2 separate regions of the Mus musculus genome follow, and region 1 is linked to region 2. Evidence: chromatin contacts called from public HiChIP or PLAC-seq data. All regions are on one chromosome and are shown on one strand. The core of a region is the stretch at or near the end of the contact, and the rest is flanking DNA. Distances in the headings are between cores, read along the strand shown. Region 1 holds the start of Slc37a3 (solute carrier family 37 (glycerol-3-phosphate transporter), member 3). Region 2 holds the start of Klrg2 (killer cell lectin-like receptor subfamily G, member 2).

Region 1 (6,054 bases), core at 1,536-4,035, 740 kb before region 2:
GCCTATCATAAGAACTAGATTGTCAAGCTGGAAAGATGGCTCCATGGATAAGAATGCTTACTGTTCTTCTTGAGTTCAGTTCCCAGCGTTCTTGTCATGCAGGCCTGAAATGGGAGATGATTGTTCCTCATTCAAGAACATCATGTCAAGCCGGGTGTGGTGGCACACGCCTTTAATCCCAGCATTTGGGAGGCAGAGGCAGGCTGATTTCTGAGTTTGAGGCCAGCTTGGTCTACAGAGTGAGTTCCAGGACAGCCAGGGCTACACAGAGAAACCCTGTTTCGAAAAACAAAACAAACAAACAAACAAACAAAAAAGAACATCTTGTCTGTGATGCCTTCAAATAACCTTTAAGTTGTGACTCATCTTAACCCATCCACACGATTTTTTCAAGAATCTCTCTTTTAAGCAAGGTAACCCAACATTATGTTAGTTTCTCACTCTGTCCAGAGAAAAAGACACTGTCACATGCTGCTGCTGGCTGTGGCTTTCAGAGCCACTGTCACATGTATAACTTGGAAACTGGTTGTAGGTCAAGATACACCGCAAATGTGTGGGCTGGGGCAGGAAACGAAGACTTGCAACGTCAGTGTCAGAGAGGGGAGCTGCAAACGGTTTCTTGTTTTGTTTTTGATCGCTGTTTAAGGCAACTGTCTCAGACCCAGCCCGCATCACACACTGGGAGAGCACCTAGAGGTGGAAATCAAAGACCCATCCGAGGCCTTTCTACTTCATTTTTATTTTTTTTCAATCAATTAATTAATCCTTACTTATGTGAATGAGTGTGTTAATCTATGTGTGCCTGCCATACGTTCGGGTGCCCAAGGAGACCAGGAAAAGGCATAGGATTGCTTGGAACTAGAGTTATGGCAGGTTGTGAGCTGCCTGGTCTGGGTGCTGGGGACTGAGCTCAGGTTTTTAGAACAGCAGCTGCTCTTAATCTCTGAAACACCCCCAGCACCGTCATCTCCTCTTCAACTTCCCTTTAAATCCACAAGAGGAAGGCTGAACCGCATACAATCTGGAAATCTACTTACTAGGTTTTGCTTTTTGCCCACATCCTCTTCTACCCCAGGCGCTTCCTTGGCAACCTAGGTGGGTGTGTCCCTCCCTTACCTGACTCTCCCTACTTGTTTCTTCTTTTATTTTGCAGTGTAAGGTATTTGGCTTGCACATATGTCTGTGCACCACGTGCATGCCCTGTGCTGGAGGAGGTCAGATCCCCTGGAGTTATAGACAGATGTGAGGTACCATGTAGGTGCTGGGGATTTAACTCAGGTTCTCTGGAAGAGCAACCAGCTCTCCAGCCCCCGCCCCCTTACGGTGTGCACCTAAGCTGTAAAACAAACAAATAATAAACTGTGTTTGGGGCTGCTGAGTTACTTTTAGGTGACCCTAAGACTTTCTGCATTAGCTCATTACTCCAGCGTCTCCTCTGCTGGGGGATCTTGGGTCTATTGCTGTGGCTTCAGTTTTCCTAACCAAAACCCTTCAGGGTTTTAGTAAAGTTTAGCTAAAAGCTGGTCTGTAAGTCAAGAAGAGTTTGGTGGATGTCACCGAAGACATAAGATTAACTGTGAAATGAACCCAGGTCCAGGAGTGCCTTTTGTAGACCAGGCTGGCCTCGAACTCAGAAATCCGACTGCCTCTGCCTCCCGAGTGCTGGGACTAAAGGCGTGCGCCGGGTGGAAGCGTTCTTACTACCTGGCCTTGGATGCCCTGAAAGAGGAAACTGGGTGGTAGCACGGGAATCTTCCTTCTCTCCTCTTTCTCCTCCTCCACGTCTTCCTCTCCCCCTTTCTATTTTTATTTATGTGTTTTTGTATGTCTCTGTGTGTGTCATGTTCACGGAGGCCAGATGAGGGTGTCAGGTCCTCTGGAACTAGAGTGTGAGTCACCATGGAACCAAATCTAAGTCTCCTAGATGGGCAGTCACTGCTCTTAACTGCTGAGCCGTCTCTCCAGTTCCATTTTTTAAAAAATGATTTATTTATTTTTATTATATGTAATTACACTGTAGCTGTCTTCAGACACTCCAGAAGAGGGAGTCAGATCTCATTACTGATGGTGTGAGCCACCATGTGGTTGCTGGGATTTGAACTTCGGACCTTCAGAAGAGCAGTTCTTACCCACTGAGCCATCTCACCAGCCCTCTACAGTTCCATTTTTAAAAATGCACAGATGTGGGCTGGTGAGATGGCTCAGTGGTAAGAGCACCCGACTGCTCTTCCGAAGTCCAGAGTTCAAATCCCAGCAACCACATGGTGGCTCACAACCATCTGTAACAAGATCTGACGCCCTCTTCTGGAGTGTCTGAAGACAGCTACAGTGTACTTACATATAATAAATAAATAAATCTTTTTTAAAAAAAAAAATGCACAGATGTATGTATGTACGTACATATGTATGTATTTAATCATCTTTCCAGCTACGCTGCTGGGGATCTTAATACGAACTATTTATTTTGGTGCAATGGCAATGGGGTGCAGAGCTGTGAATACAAACAGGTGAATGACTATTCCTACCTATATGGACAACTGCATTTAATTAAACAAGAGTCTAAAACAGAATAACGCCTCCTCTTGAAAAAATGGTCAGCCTATCGGTTCTTCTCAAATGATATCTCTCACTCGTTGCTTTTCTCCGCTAACATTTCTGGACCTAGTCCCTTCCTGCAGGAGCTCAGTTAAACCCAACCAGTGGACTTTACAGCTCGCAGGTAAAGCGGCACTGGCGGACTACAGCTCCCGGCATGCACCTGTCCCCGAGGTCACGTGAGCGTCCGGAAGCTCTGGCCACATCCCGCTGGGTGAGGTGGCGGCGGGGGCGGCGGGAGCGGAGTCTAGCGGAGCGGGTTCTTCGGCGGGTCTCAGGTGCGAGCCTGCGTGCGCTCGGGTGCTTGGGGTCCTGGCCGGGTTGGGCGCGCGGTGGGCTTCGGGCGTGGGAAGCGCGGACAGCTGGTGGGTGTGGCGGCTCGGGCGCCGCTGGCAGCTGGCCCCCACCAGACCCCCACCGGGACCCCACCGGAGCTCCTGGTGCTGCCGCTGTGCAGTCCCGAGGCTGTGTGCACCGCAGAGGGAGGAGGACACCAGACACCAGAGAGGGAAGGTGGCCCAGCCCAGCCCACGCAGACCTCCCGGGTAGGGGGTACTTGTTCCCCTCGGCCCACCGATCTTGGCTCATGGGACGTTTGAACGGAAGAAAATGAAACCCAAGGAAAGGGTTCATGGTTTAGCAAGAGGAGGGCCACGTTTCAGGTAGGGTGGGAGGCGTTTGGATAGGATGCACGGAGGTCAGAGGGAGAATTGACTTCGTGGAAAAACTAGGGGTTTGTTTTCGAGTAACTGCCACGACCTCAGGGAATTCGGCTCTGCTTCTTATTCGAATGTCAGACTTTGGTTGTTCTTATTTGTAGAGTGTGGCCTGTTCTTAATTTTGATAAGACAATGGGGATGTGTCCACTTTTAACATTTTCTGCAATATGTTAAGCGATGCCGTGATATTTTACTGAAATGTTTAGAGGATACCTAGTTGCCAGGGCGAGCCTCTTTAGCCATTGCTTGATGTCTTCACTCACATTTCTGTTTACGAAACAATCACTGATGAAGAGAACACCTCGACTACTGTGGTAGTTGAATTATTCTTTTGCCACTTGCCAGATGTTCCTTGTAAGTAAAACAGAGTCTGCCCTAAACACACAGTAAATCCTTTCATTTAATCCTTAAGTGAGGAAAGAAGTGAAGTAAATGGACTTGACCTTTAGTGTCAGAGTTCTCTGTTTTTCAGGAGCAGTTCAGTGCTCATTGTTTAAGGTTTTGGATGAGTGCCTGGTCCTCAAGTGAGGATGACATGCTGTTGTTGCAGTGATAACTGGCACGATTAGGGCTTTGTCTGAAGGGCAGAGGAGAAAGTAGTTGTCTTTGAAAGAAAATAGGGAGAAGTTGGCCTTAGGAACCCTGGTATAAATGGATGTGGTTTTAGGAACCCTGAAACAGCTAGCTAAGTCCTTAACATCTGTGGTAATGCGGCAGTTTTAAGAAAAAGTGTGTGTGTGTGTGTGTGTGTGTGTGTGTGAGAGAGAGAGAGAGAGAGAGAGAGAGAGAGAGCGAGCAAGTGCACGGACAAGTGTCGAATAGTCCAGGTAATCACCATCTCCCTGTGTAACTGAAGATGTCCTTGACCTTCTAATCTTCCTGTCTCTGGAGTGCTAGGGTTGGTAGTCAGGTGCCATGGGTGCTGGTCAAGCACTCTACCACTGAACTAGACCATGCGTTTTTTGTTGTTTTGTTTTGTTTTTGAGACAGGGTTTCTCTATATAGCTCTGGCTGTCCTGAAACTCTGTAGACCAGGCTGGTCTCGAATTCAGAAATCCACCTGCCTCTGCTTCCCAAGTGCTGGGCTTAAAGGCATGCACTACCACTGCCCGGCTAGACCATGCTTTTAAAGCAGGCTCTCAAATGAATGTGTGCTTTGCAGCTCTGTAATCTAGGCTGGCCTCATATTCTCTCACATTTGGAATCTCCCTGCTGGGATTATAGGAGTATACACCTGGGAAGACTCGAGTCTTGGAAAGAGAAAAGATGTATCTGGTATCAGTGAATAGCTTCTAGTTAGATGATGAGAGATCAGAAAGATACTGTGTATGTGTGAGCGTTGGTTGGCACACAAGTGATAGCCAGCGTATGCAGAACTGTGAAAGGGCCAGACTCACCCAGCGGTCAAGTGCTTGCCTACAGACCAGCACTCTGAGTACAGGTTATCCTTTTACTTCGTACATGTAAAAATCAGACCCTTGGGAGCCAGATGATTGCCAGCTCTGTACATTTGAGGATGTTAGGGAGCCACATTTGTTTATAAGTTGGACTTTTCCCATCCCAAACTACATACCAGAGAGATTAAGCTGTAATTCAAGAGGTAATTCTAATTATCAGGTTTTACAAAGCCTGAGGTGTTTTCTCTTTTCCATTTACACATCTGAAAAATATGCAGAGAGCTGACTATGACTATATTTGCAAAGTACCTATCAGTTTCCTGGTGCCTTATAGGCATTCAACTAAATAAATCATTGACAAAGGTTTTTTTTTCCCTCTGTCCAAGAGCTCTGGGGACACTGTGGACTTAGAACAGAGAAAGCCACTGGTTTTTAAAATGGGGTTTATAGATGAACAATAAACATGCAAATCGTTAAAGAAACAGAAATGGGGAATAGAATTTATTTATTTGTACTGGGACTTGAACCCAGGGCTTTTACATTTGTATGCAGGCAAGTGCTCTCTCTATTTGGGTGCTCAAACAGTCGTCGTCATCTTCTTCTTCTTATGTAAGTACACTGTAGTTGTCTTCAGACACACCAGAAGAGGGCATCAGATCTCATTTCGAGTGGTTGTGAGCCACCATGTGGTTGCTGGGATTTGAACTCAGGACCTTCTGAAGAGCAGTCGGTGCTCTTACCCGCTGAGCCATCTCGCCAGCCCTCAAACAGTCTTCTTACTTCCAGGTGGGTCAGTGTGACACAGTATCCTGTTAATGGAACATTCTGTCTGTCTGTCTATCTAAGAAAGGGTCTCACTGTGAAGCCTTGACAGGCCTATAACTTGCTTTGTAGAGCAGGCTGACCTTGTCAAATACACTCAGTTCTGCTCACTCTTGTGGGATTAAAATGTTCATCACCACATACCTGGCCCCAAGGGGAACTATATTTGATGAGTTGTCTGGGCAGCTACTTAGGGAGGTGACATCTGAGAAATGAGCCAAGAAAGGGAGGAGCAAGCTATTGCAAAGAACCAAGAGGAGATGCACACAGGCCTAGAGGAGAAGGCTTGGCAGGCTCAGGGATTAGAGATGGGTGCAGGTAGAGGGACGGAGTGGAGGGAAGGGGACAAAGAGTAGATTATGGCCTGACAGAGGACTGGGAACTCAGCTGCCCAGGATGGGACTGGTGACGTAATGTTCACATAATGGCAACTGCACATGCCTAGAAGCAGCAGGTGGCAGGTGCCGAGAAAGTGCCTCTGAAGAAGCAGAGGTGGGTGAATCAGCACACTGCCGCAGAGA
Region 2 (6,406 bases), core at 2,380-4,879:
CAGGTGGCCTCATTCCTAAGCCAGAAGTTTTGAACTGTGTAAGAGAAGTCAAGCTAAGCACAGACAAACAAGGAACACGAATTCACGTCTTTCTCTCTGCTCCAGACTGTGGACATGTGACTGCCCTGACTTTCCCTCAGGAATGAAATAGAACTGAAACTAGAACACCAAAGCTTAGCAAAGGAACAGGACACACAGTAAAAAGAAAGATACACGGTGTCTCGTGAAGCCCAGAAGATTGAACGAATGAGCCTGGCGCCCAGCCACGATCAGGAACCTCGAGACTGGGGCAGTATTTGCAGATCTTCCGGCAGCTGCTTCCCCGATGGTTCTGATACTTCCAGCTCTGCCTTTCCCACATTTGGAGTGCCAGATTCCTAAAAGGAACACCTCACTTGCCACTGAGGCCGTCACAAACATGCTGAGTTGACCACCCAGGATGGCAGAGCCCTCCCAGGAAGCCAGCTTACTAGGTGGGAAGAGCTGCTAGGGTAAAGTCCCACAGGCTGAGTGCGGTCAATTACCCCCTCAATTCTGGAGACCAGAAATTCAAGATCAAGGTGTCTGGAGGGCCAGTTCCTTAGGAGAGCATCTATTCTTTCCCTTTTTCCTGGCTTCTCAGAGCTTGCTGACATCCCTCATGATTTCCTTAGTGTTTTTGTTTGTTTGGCTTCTGGATGCATTATCCTGATCCCCGCCTTCAAGTTCTGGCATTTTCTCTGTGCACAGGTCTCTCAATGTCTTCTTTTTCTAGAGACACAAGCTACATTGGGTTAGTGTAACCTTCTCTCAACGAATTACCTCCTCAGTGACTCTGTTTCTAGCTGAAGGAAGACTTTGATATATAAACCTGTATCGGGTGGGAAACATTTCCCCCTGAAATAATGAAAATGGGGAGAAGCTGAAGACAGCAGACCTGAGACAGCAGAGCCTAAGGGAAGGAGGAAAGCCAGTCAGCTTTGGTGTTGGGGAAAGTGTGGGTGAGAGGGACTCTAAGGCAAGAAAAGTACTCAGGTATGTTGGTGCATGCCTGCAGTCCCAGTGCTCAGAGGTGGAGGCAGGAGAATCAGGAGTTTAAAGCCATCTCCATCCGCTTCATCTCCAGGTTTGGGAGAACCTGGGTTGCTGGGAAACTCTAAAACAAGTAACAACAAAACAAAACAGGAAGAGAGTGAGAAAAGGGCCATGTCGAACCGTCAAAGGCTCCAGGGGCCACCATACAAAGAAGAGCACCTGCTGGACTTGGTGACAAGGGTGCCTGCTCCCTACAAGGAAGATGTTGGGCCGGGCGTGGTGGCGCATGCCTTTAATCCCAGCACTTGGGAGGCAGAGGCAGGCGGATTTCTGAGTTCGAGGCCAGCCTGGTCTACAGAGTGAATTCCAGGACAGCCAGGGCTACACAGAGAAACCCTGTCTCAAAAAAAAGAAAAGAAAAGAAAAGAAAGGAAAGGAAAGGAAAGGAAAGGAAAGGAAAGGAAAGGAAAGGAAAGGAAAGGAAAGGAAAGGAAAGGAAAGGAAAGAAAAAAGAAAAGAAAAATTCTAGCCTGGCAGTGGTGGTGCTCGCCTTTAATCTCAGCACTTGGGAGGCAGACAGGGGCAGGCAGATTTCTGATTTCTAGGCCAGCCTGGTCTACAGAGTGAGTTCCAGGACAGCCAGGACTACACAGAGAAACCCTGTCTCGAAAAAAAGGAAAGGTAGAAAGAGCAGAGGTTTAAAATGCACTAGGGACATGGACTGAGGGTGGGACAGTTCTGTTAAGAGAAGGTTGATGGTGACAAAGGGCGCTAGGGATTATGCCAGGTGTGAGCTCCATCACTGAGCTATTCCCCCCACCATTTTTTCAGTCTGGGTTTTTGTTGTTTGTTTTTTGAGACTCTCCTGTAGCTCAGGTTGGCTTGGAAATCATCATGTATGGTCTGGAGCTGCTGATGTCCCAAGTGCTGGGGTTACAGGCAACCTATAATCACAGTCCCATGCCTTTTAAGATGCATTTTCATGGAACTAGGAGAAGACAGCTCAGTTGGTAAGGGGCCTGTTGTGCAAACACAAGGGCTTGAGTGTGACCTCCAGAATGAATGTCTTGTTCACCTGAAGTCAGACTTTGACTGAATTGAACTACCCCTTGTTGTTGTTCTTTTTTGCTGTTGTTTTTCTTTTTTGTTTGTTTGTTTGTTTGTTTTTGTTTGTTTTATTTTGTTTTCCAGACAGGGTTTCTCTAGGTAGCCTTAGCTGTCCTGGAACTCACTCTGTAGACCAGACTGGCCTCAAACTCAGAGATCCGCCTGCCTCTGTCTCCCAAGTGCTGGGATTAAAGGCGTCCACCACCATGCCCGGCGAGCTGTTGTTTTTCAAGACAGGGTTTCTCTGTGCAGTCCCAGGTGTCCTGGAACTTGCTCTGTAGACCAGGCTGACCTCAAACTCAACTGCCTCTGCTTTAAACTACCTCTTTTATCTGCTAGCCCTACCCTGGAGTACTGGTTAAAAACAGTAGTGGCCTCATGCCTCTTCAGACTCAGGAAGTTCGGAAGGGACCTTAACAAATCTGTATTTTAAAAGGCTATTTAGGAACTGGAGAGATGTTTGTCAATAAGAACTTGCTGCCCTATCATCAGAAATCAAGTTCAAATCTCAACACCGACATCCAGCAGTTCACAAATGCCTGCAACTCGAGGTTCAAAATAGCTGAGCTTCAAAAAGCAGGCATATGCTACATACATGTCAACACTACAAGTAAGTCTATAATAACAAAAATTGTATTCAAGCCAAGTGTAGTGGTGCATGCCTTTAATCTCAGCATGCTTTTAACTCCGTGAGTTCCAGGACAGCCTGATCTACATAGCGAGTTCTAAGACAACCAGGACTACCTAGAGAGATTGTCTCAAAAAACAAAATGAAACCAAAACGGCAAAACAAAATAAAATACAACAACAACAACAAAAATCAAGACAAACAGAAAAATCCACAAAGCTCTCCACAAAGCTGTCTTCGAACCATCATGCTACCTCACTAAGCTGGTAGAGCACATGACACTTCATGGGGAAATGAGCATTCTCTCCTTGATTTTTTTATTTCGTTTTTATTTTTGTTTGTTTCACTATAAACTCAGGCTGGTCTGAACTTGCTATGTAGACCAGGCTGGCCTCAAACTCACAGAGATGTCTCTGCTGCCAGAGTGATGGGATTACAGGCATGGACCAAAGCGTCTGGCTCATTCCTCGTTCTCCGTGTTAAGTCTACAAGTAGTCAAGCTCCCAGAGTTGGAATCAGGACTTCAACCTTTCACTCGCTTCCAAACCACAACCGGTGACCCTGTCGCCATCACTTTTCCTTGTTCTGATATGTCTGAAGTCCTTATCCACGCAGATTTAGCCAATCCCTTCCCACTCAGTCTACAACTGAATCCACCCGCAGCACAGAGCCAGCAGGGGTAACGGGTGGGGCTCGGGATGAAGGAGAGGAAGGAATCTGCCAGTCTCTGGGTTCCCAGTGCTGCCTTAAGAGCCACCGCCCACTCTGTGACTCGCTCAACCGGGTCCTCCCAGCAACCGGTGCCACGGAAAGGCCAGGCTGGAGTTCCGAGGGTGTGGCCAATCCATAGCCACAGCCAATCACACAGGGTCCTCTAGTGAAGCTGTTAGTTGACAACGTGAACGACCCGAAACTTCTGGGGACCCAGCCTAGAACGCGACGCTCGCACGGCGAGTCTCGAGTCGGCGCGGAGGACGGAGCGGACCCGGGAAGCGTCTAGAGGAGGCCAGGGTGAGACCGGGTCCCCAGAGGAGCCCTCGGAAAGCTCGGGAATGGAGCCGCCGCAGGTCCCGGCGGAGGCGCCCCAACCCAGGGCCTCCGAAGACAGCCCGAGGCCGGAGCGGACCGGGTGGGAGGAGCCGGACGCGCAGCCCCAGGAGCTCCCGGAGAAGTCTCCGTCTCCAGCCCTGTCCGGTTCCCCTCGCGTACCGCCGCTCAGTCTGGGCTACGGCGCCTTCCGCCGCCTGGGCTCGTGCAGCCGCGAGCTGCCGTCTCCGAGCCCCTCGTGGGCCGAGCAGCCCCGGGATGGAGAGGCGGAGCTGGAGCCCTGGACGGCGTCAGGAGAGCCCGCACCCGCGTCCTGGGCGCCCGTGGAGCTGCAGGTGGACGTGCGCGTGAAGCCCGTGGGCGCGGCTGGGGCTAGTCGCGCGCCCTCGCCTGCGCCGTCCACGCGCTTTCTCACCGTGCCAGTGCCCGAATCGCCAGCCTTCGCCCGCCGCTCCGCTCCCACGCTCCAGTGGCTGCCCCGCGCCCCGTCACCAGGCTCCACGTGGAGCCGAGGATCGCCGCTTGCCGCGAACGCCACCGAGTCTGTCAGCCCCGCTGAGGGTTGCATGGTCCCCCCGGGCTCGCCCGCCTGCCGCTGCCGCTGCCGCGAGCCCGGACTGACCAAAGAAGATGACGCGCTGCTGCAGCGCGCAGGCATAGATGGCAAGAAACTGCCGCGGGCCATCACGCTCATAGGTGAGTGCTCAAAAGTGCTCGTGCCCGGTCCCTGAACTAGACTAACCAGAAGCCAATCTGGCTGCCCCCAAATCCATCCTGCTTCTGTCTCAGAATTAATAAGAATCAACCCAGGATCCTGCCCCTAGCCCTCCTCCCGGAAACTTTCCTTCCTTCTTAGTGTGCGCAGCATCTTGGAGAAGTAGAACTCTGGGTAAGGTGAGGGGAGATGATTCAGAATCACGTGGCAGTGGTGGCCTGGGTACACTTCCAAGGGCTGGGCTCCTTTCCGCCTTCAGGAGGGTCACCCATCAGCACACACGCTGAGCTGGCCCCGCGCCAGATGGCATGTGTTTTGCTTTGCGTGTGAAGGAGAGGCAAGTCTAGCAGTGCAGAAAGCCCCTGTGTTGGTTTACTTTTTCTTACTGTGATAAAATGCTGACCAAAAACAACTTGGGGAGGAAAGGTTGTATTTGCCTTACAGGTTATAGTTTATCATCATGGGAAGCCAAAGCAGGAACCTGGAGGCGGGAACAGGGGAACAGTAGCAAAACCACGGAGGAAAGCTGTTTACTGGCTTTCTGCTCGGCTTTCTTTCTTGTACCACCCACCCCACCTGCACCCGCCCGTAGTAATTAAGAAAATGCCCTACAGATTTGCCTACAATCTGTACTTGCCAATCTGGTGGGTGCATTTTCTCAAGGGAGGTTCCGCTTTCCAGAAAATCTTAGCTTGTGCCAAGTTGACAAAACAGTAACCAGTACAGCCCCCTAAAGGTTGTTAGTTAGAGTAAGGAATTGCTCTGTTGTGGTTGGTTTACTGGGCCACCCTAGGTCGTGGGTGGCGGAGGTTCATATTAGCCTTGAGAGAACAGAGAAGCCTGAAGGGACTAGAACCTTGCCCAGTAAGCAAACTGCCCAAACGTGGGGCAGTGGAAAAGTTAAGCGGTAGGGAGCACCCAGGAGTCCTTGGGGGGGGGGGGGGGAGCTCAGAGATCACGAAAAACTTTTAGAACTCTGTGAGCAGATTTCTGCAATGTGGAATGGGTTCGCCATTGCTATTGCAAGTTTCCCACACGCTCGCTCGGTGCCTCTAGTTGATGCAAACTTGGTATCTTGCATCAGAGGTCTGACACAGGCTCCCTAGTCTAAGGAGATGCTATCAGCAGGGCAGTGCTTCTCTCACTGAGGCTCCGGGGCAATTCCCTTACTTCACCTCAGTGAGAGATCCTTCACTGTTGATCCCAAGTAGTATTAGGTGGGATCTGTCTGCTCTGGCACTTTGCCTCCCTCCTCTCAGGTAAGGACCCTCGTGATTACACTGAGACCAGGACAGCCTCGATTTCAGGGCCAGCTGAGCAGTACCCTCACCTCCATCTGAACTTTAATTCCTCTTTGACAAATGGCCCTAGTTTTGTCACTGTTCTAGGGATAATGTCATGCTCCTCTTTAGGGAGATGTTATACCAGCCTATAGCTTTTTAATCTATGTTTTATATTTTTAAATTTTTTATTTTATGTGTATGAGTGTCTGCTTGTATGTCTGTATACCACTTCCATTCCTGGAGGCCAGAAGAAGGTGTTAGATCTAGAACGGGAAGTAAAGGCAGTTAGTTGGAAGCCAGATTGTGGGTGCTGCGAACAACCAGTGCTCTTAACCACTGAGCCGTTTCTCTAGCTCCTTCATCAGATCCTTTAAAGAGTCGGATTGTTGGGTTTGTTCTAGAAATTAAGCTCCTACAGTGTTGCGGAGGAGGGCTGAGGCAAACGCCAGGCTGAGAAGAGACAGGAACACTGGCAGAGGGCAGGATCAGGAGGCAGAGCAGTGGGCAGGACCACGGGCCGGGTACAACTAAGCTAGCTGAAGGATGGAGATCTCTCCCACCATTCTGATGGGTATCTGGATGGTGGGCCATATGCCTGTCCAAAAAGGAAAC

The links. HiChIP or PLAC-seq counts read pairs in DNA pulled down with a chosen protein or histone mark.
Region 1: a contact with region 2 is called in a FOXA1 HiChIP or PLAC-seq map of pancreatic cancer cells. The contact joins the promoter of Slc37a3 here to the promoter of Klrg2 in region 2. A contact is called at or near these places in 1 of 39 promoter capture datasets (liver) and 2 of 115 datasets of contacts at active chromatin or transcription factors (bone marrow-derived macrophages and pancreatic cancer cells).

What each region holds. Positions count from the first base shown.
Region 1 is chr6:39,374,438-39,380,491 of GRCm38.p6, reverse strand. It overlaps Slc37a3 (solute carrier family 37 (glycerol-3-phosphate transporter), member 3), which reads left to right and starts at 2,785. Exons shown (of 15, transcript NM_028123.3): 1 at 2,785-2,873.
Region 2 is chr6:38,634,462-38,640,867 of GRCm38.p6, reverse strand. It overlaps Klrg2 (killer cell lectin-like receptor subfamily G, member 2), which reads left to right and starts at 3,629. Exons shown (of 5, transcript NM_001033171.2): 1 at 3,629-4,492. The coding sequence starts at 3,802.